Regions from separate parts of the Gossypium hirsutum genome. Here region 1 is linked to region 2. A link is a contact called in public Hi-C data. All regions are on one chromosome and are shown on one strand. The core of a region is the stretch at or near the end of the contact, and the rest is flanking DNA. Distances in the headings are between cores, read along the strand shown. Region 1 has its middle 46 kb from the start of LOC121222726. Region 2 holds the start of LOC107916179 (midnolin homolog).

Region 1 (2,882 bases), core at 58-2,557, 91 kb after region 2:
AAGATCAATTTCGTCATTGTGAGAATAATGAAGAGTTTCTTGGTCCTGAAGTACCATATCTAAGTGTCATGGGGGCATTAATGTATCTTGCAAACAACACAAGACGTGATATAGCTTTTACTGTAAACTTGTTAGCAAGATTTAGTTCTTCTCCAACATGTAGACATTGGAATGGAATTAAACATGTATTTAGATATCTCAGAGGGACTACTAATATGGGGTTATTTTATTCAAATGATTCAAAACCCCTATTAGCTGGCTATGTTGATGTTGGATACTTATTAGATCTACATAAAGGTTGATCTCAAATAGGATATTTATTTACATGTCGGGGTACTGCCATATCATGGCATCAGTAAAGCAAACATTATTTGCCGCTTCTTCAATCATGCAGAAATAATTGCAATGAATGCAGCATGTATAGCTCAATTGAAGGGTGGTTACATCAAAGGTGATAAAACGAAACATATTTCACCAAAATTATTATTTACCCATGATCTTGAAAAAAGAGGTGATATAAATATTCAACAAATTCGTTCTAGTGATAATTTAGCAGATCTTTTTACTAAGGTATTGCCAACTTCAACATTTGAAATACTACTACATAAGATTGGAATGTGTCGACTCAAAGATGTAATGTAATGTTGCCATTAGGGGGAGTCTAAAAACAAGTTGTACTCTTTTCCTTTAACCAAGGTTTTGTCCTATTGGGTTTTTCTGATAAAGGTTTTTAACGAGGCAGCTTGTAATAGAAGATTGTGTATTATTTTTCCTTCATTAGGTTTTTTATCCCACAGGGTTTTTCCTAATAATGTTTTAACGAGGCACATTATCTACCAATGGGCATCCAATGGGGAGTGTTATGAATATCTTATTAAGTGGATGTCGATCATGATCAAGATAAAGTTTTGATGTACTTTAAATTCTAATAGTTATTAGAATTAGATATCTACTTCTTTTATACTTCTTATGCCTATAAATAGAGACTCTGATGAAATATTGTAAATCATCCATTTAATTAATAAAGTACATTCTCTAATATTACTTTCATATTTTCTTTGTTCTTTATTCTCTCCATCTTTCTTTATTTTATAACAATAACAATTTAAAATTTTTTTTATTAATAAAAATCAAGTTACAACTTCAATTCATGAATATATCTAATTACAAGCCTGACAACTCATAAGGTGAGTAGTCTCTATCACTGGATTTTACTTCATCGTCTGTTTATGATGAAATTAATTATGTATCACATTATTCATTAGTTGCCCCCACTTTCCTCCCATCTTAATTACAACTTTCATCCATCTGTCCTTTCTCCTTTCAATTCAAACATCAACCTTCCCTTTCCCTTTCCTACTTTTGTCCTATGAAACCATTGCATTCAGCCCTTTTTCTTCCCTCTAGTCCACGAATTTTATTTCATAATAATGTTTACCTAATTTAATTACCGATTCATTTTTTTTTAATAATTAGTTTTTATGTCACCATAAGATTTCATGATAATTTTTATAGTCTTGTATAAAATTATAAGTGTACCGTGAAGAGGCATCGCCATCATCATTATTATTAAAAAATAGGAATGTTTGATGTGTATTGTCTACATCGTGAGGCCAATTTTCAAATATTTAATCTCAATTTAATAAAAATATTATAAAAGTTCACGTACTAATAATTATATTACATTTTATTTTTTTACTCAAAAAATAAGTAAATTAGTCCATGTAAGTTAGATTTAAGTTAATTTCTTTTGTTAAAAATTTTATCTATTTGTATTGTTAAAAACTAATGTGGCTAGCAAAATAACTAGACAATGATACGTGACATGCTACGTATATATTATGCTGATGTATAATAATCAGTTTTTAAGAATAAAAATAAAATAAATTCTTAATAAAAGAACTAATTTACTTCTTGATCTAACATACAATTACTAATTTATTTATTATTAAATAGAGAAAATAATATATATATATATAAAGGGTTTTTAGTTATAATGCAGCTCTTTAATTTTAATGTAATACATTTTAAAATGGGTTTAGAGGGCATCATTTCCAAACAATTTGATAGACAAAAAGTCATAAATGCAAAGTGTATTGTTTACATTCAAAGGGTATTGTTCACTAACGTGCACGCGTGTTGTTTTCCTTTTATTTTGTCATAATATAATCGTACAAAACTGTTTTCTTTAATAAAAAAGTTTTAACTCAATTGATTAAATTATTTTACATAATTTTTAATTAAAAATGCAAATACTATGGTTTAAACCATATTTATAGAATTTATTTTTCCCACTTCAATCAAAATTTTATTTTAATATATTTATTCATTTCAAAAAAGTGAATATTATGATAAACAATTTAAATGTCTTTAATGTTTTTAATTTAATATATTTAGCTATTTAAATTTTTTTTACTCTCAAATAAAATAAAATTTTTATTTTACTTTCGAACATATTATATATATTTTTATTATTAGTTTTAAACTTTACATTTAATTAATTTTTATATATATTATTTTTAAATACCTACTTATACTATAAATATGTGATTTTCATGAATTTATAATATTAATAATTCATTATTCATAATACGTATATATATTATACATTTATATATCAATTTGTAACGTGTTTTAAATTTTTTTTCATCAAATATCAAATTAATATCATATCCGGTATTGTTTCAATCATAAATTAGGAGTACAAAAGGATGATAAAGAGCAAGACAAAAGTAGCTTAGCATTTTTTTTTCTTCATAATTACTTTCAATCTGATCATAAAAATATTAATATATATTTGTGTTTCACACTTTTTTAGTTTGATATTTTTGTTTTTATGTTTAATATAGTATCCGTATTTAACAAAAATTATGTATTTTAGT
Region 2 (3,024 bases), core at 99-2,598:
AGGTCCCCCCATTGTTGTTGCTGTTGAGACAGTGGCTGCCGGTGGTGCTATAGAAGCAACCTTGTCTGGTTTTTTGGAACTATGGGTCTTGGAAGAAAGATAGAGAAATGACCAAAAACCACTTCTTTTTCTGGGACTGAAGCCTCCACCATTATCTACTTCACCATCCAAGAACCGGCCTCTCCTGGGAGCTGTAGTTGACTTGCTTCTCTTTAAAGCAATATTAGCATGATGATGGTGGTGGTGGTGGTGATGATGATCTGATGATGCCACCATGATCTTCTTCTTCTTCTTTGCCAAAGGGAAAGGGATCCTGGCCCGCCTTGTATAACATTCTTCATAATGACTGTTATTATTGCCATTATCAAGCCTAGTTTTTGTTATGGGACGAACAGACATAGACAGTGAAGAAGCGGAAAAAGTGGCGACACCACCACCACCACCACTAACGCCACCATTTCCGCCACAACTAGTAGCAATGGCACCAGTATCAGATCTAAAAGAAGGCGGGGAAGAAGAAGAAGAAGGTGAAGCACGAATAGGTAAAGGAAAAGAAGAAGAAACCAACTTGCCTAGCTTCTCTTGAAGGCAAAAAGCACAGATCCCACCAGGGTTATTTCTATAAGGATGATTACTGCATTGCATACCATCTCCCATATCTTCTTCAACACCAACACCAACACCAACTCTACCTCCTCCTCCACCTTTGATTCCTTCCATTATGTTAAACTAACTGTGAAGGAAAAAATATCTACAAAATCTTTGTTCCTTGTAACTGGTATTGCTCTCTTTTCACATCAAAGATATGGCCTTTATTTTTGCTTTCCCACAAGTCACTCACTTTTTTCCCTGCCAAGAAAAGAGAGAGAAATGGGAAGAGGAAGATGCAAACAAAAGAAGGGAAACAGAGAGTCAGAGTGTGTAATTGAGTGGGGAAAAAAAATATGGCATTGAAGAGGGGGAGGGGGGAGAGAGTCCCCAGGAGCACGTGGAACACTGACTTGCCTACACATTAAACAAAGTGATATTATCATATAAACCATACACAAGCTAAACCCTCACCCCTTTTTTAGCTTTCATCAACCCCCACCCCCCTCCTGCCACCTTCCCACAGGAATCTACTAACTAAAGCACTCTCTTCTGACTCCTCACCTTAGCTCCTGGGAAGGGTTTTTCCTTTTAACTCCATTGCTTCGCTTTGCCCTTTGCTCTTCTTCTTTTTATCTTTTATATATAATATATATTAGAATTTAGAAGAAGAAAATATGCTTCTGCTTTGTAGATGGATGGATTAGAGTAGCTTCCCTCTTTTTCTGCCATTGCATTATGAAATTCGCTTTGTTTTTTTATCTCTAAATATATTTATGCTTACTTGGCTTTTTCTTTCCTGATAAAAATATTATTAGTTTATTATAACTTATTTATATATAATACTTGAAAATATAAAAAATTATTAGACTCCATAGAAAAGGGTTTTTTTATAACGAGGGATGAGGGTAAAAATATAATAGAGGATATTGTATTAATAATAGGATTGTATTTAATTTTTTATTTAAAAAGAGTAAATTATTTTTATACAGTAGATCAAATAATAAATTAGAATTTTTATTAAAAATTTTATTTTTTATTATTAAAAATACAATATAATCAAACAATTATATGTGATCTGTAATGTATATCCCATTTTAACATACAATAACTAGTTTTAATAGTAAAAATGAAAAAAGTTTCTAACTAAAATGATGTATTTACTTTCTGCTCTAATGTAAAAGAATTAATTTATCTATTTTTTAAATAAAATAATAAAATACTATCTAACTCTTAATATAAATATCTCTATAATATTTTTATCAAGACGAGGGCCACTTAATAAAATTTATATCATCTTATTTTAAATGAGATTTTTATTTTAAGTGCCTGAGGTAGAGTGAGGCATTTGTGATAACCTACCCGAATTTTAAAGTTACTAATTTATCCATTATAATATTTTAATTTTTTTAGTATATGTATTAGAAATACAAACTAAAATCATATATATGTTAATAAGTTATATATAATTATTTTATACATGACCTAAACAATTATATGTATCAAATTCATACATGAACACATTATAAATATATAGTTTTATACTATTAAATTTAAAAAAAAATTATTAGAAAAAGAAGGTAGTGTTGTGTGGATTAATATAAAGAGATTCTGGTTATAATTAACCAAAAATTTTATTTAGAAAGGTTGAGATAAAATTATAAAATAAGTAAAAAATTGTATTAAAAATGTTTAAACTAAATTATTAATAATTTAAAAAGATTTAAATTATAATTTGGACATAAGTAGTTTGTGAAGGGCCCTCTCCTTCTCGGGTTCATTTGCTTGTCCCAATTTATTTTGCTTTGTTAATTGGAAAAAATTAAATTAATGGAATGGAGTTAAGTTAAATAGTGATAGGAGTTAACAATAGGTGGAGAACAAAGAAAAAGATTGTGAAAATTTGGTTGAAGAGGGAAGAGCGACAGCAATGGAAGAAAAGGGCCAGAGTGAGTGACCCCCCACAATGTTGTATATATCCACCAACCTCCTTTTCCCACTCATTTGTTCAACACATCAACTCTTGTTGCTGCATGCGCCTTCTTATCCCTAAACTATTTACCATTTATTATGATATTTTCACTTCAATTATTTGAAATTGAGTGCTAATCAAAAGGTTAAAACTATTTTTTTAATTAAAAAAAACATGATAACTGTTGGATTGGTGCCCAATATGTTAAAAACATTTGTGGATCCCATGTTCCATTTTTTGCTCAACCTCTAAATTGTACGCTATGATCTTCGATACCTACTTTTCACAAACTTTATGATATAATATGACACTTTATACTTCAACCATCAATTGTCCTCTTTCTTTTTGCATTTTTATGGAACTCGTATTTTATTTAAAAGTTAGAAATAAACAAACAAATTGAATGCTACTAATATTTTTCTTCCACTTTTACTAATATACACAGAATTTAAGAGATTTATTGT

What was found. Hi-C and Micro-C count contacts between places; a contact is called where the count stands out from the background.
Region 1: a Hi-C map of leaf shows a contact between it and region 2, with 1.6 times the contacts expected there. The contact joins the enhancer-like site here to the promoter of LOC107916179 in region 2. A contact is called at or near these places in 4 of 34 Hi-C or Micro-C datasets (all in leaf).

What each region holds. Positions count from the first base shown.
Region 1 is chrD10:50,186,029-50,188,910 of Gossypium_hirsutum_v2.1, forward strand. No RefSeq gene overlaps it. Among protein-coding and RNA genes, the nearest start is that of LOC121222726, 46 kb to the left of the region's middle. Within about 2 kb of position 1,308, at least 2 of the 9 cell types and tissues checked have an H3K27ac peak or open chromatin away from gene starts, as enhancers often do. A contact at or near this core is called in leaf, where this site is marked.
Region 2 is chrD10:50,094,833-50,097,856 of Gossypium_hirsutum_v2.1, forward strand. LOC107916179 (midnolin homolog) reads right to left here and starts at 1,349. Exons shown (of 1, transcript XM_016845326.2): 1 at 1-1,349. The coding sequence starts at 720.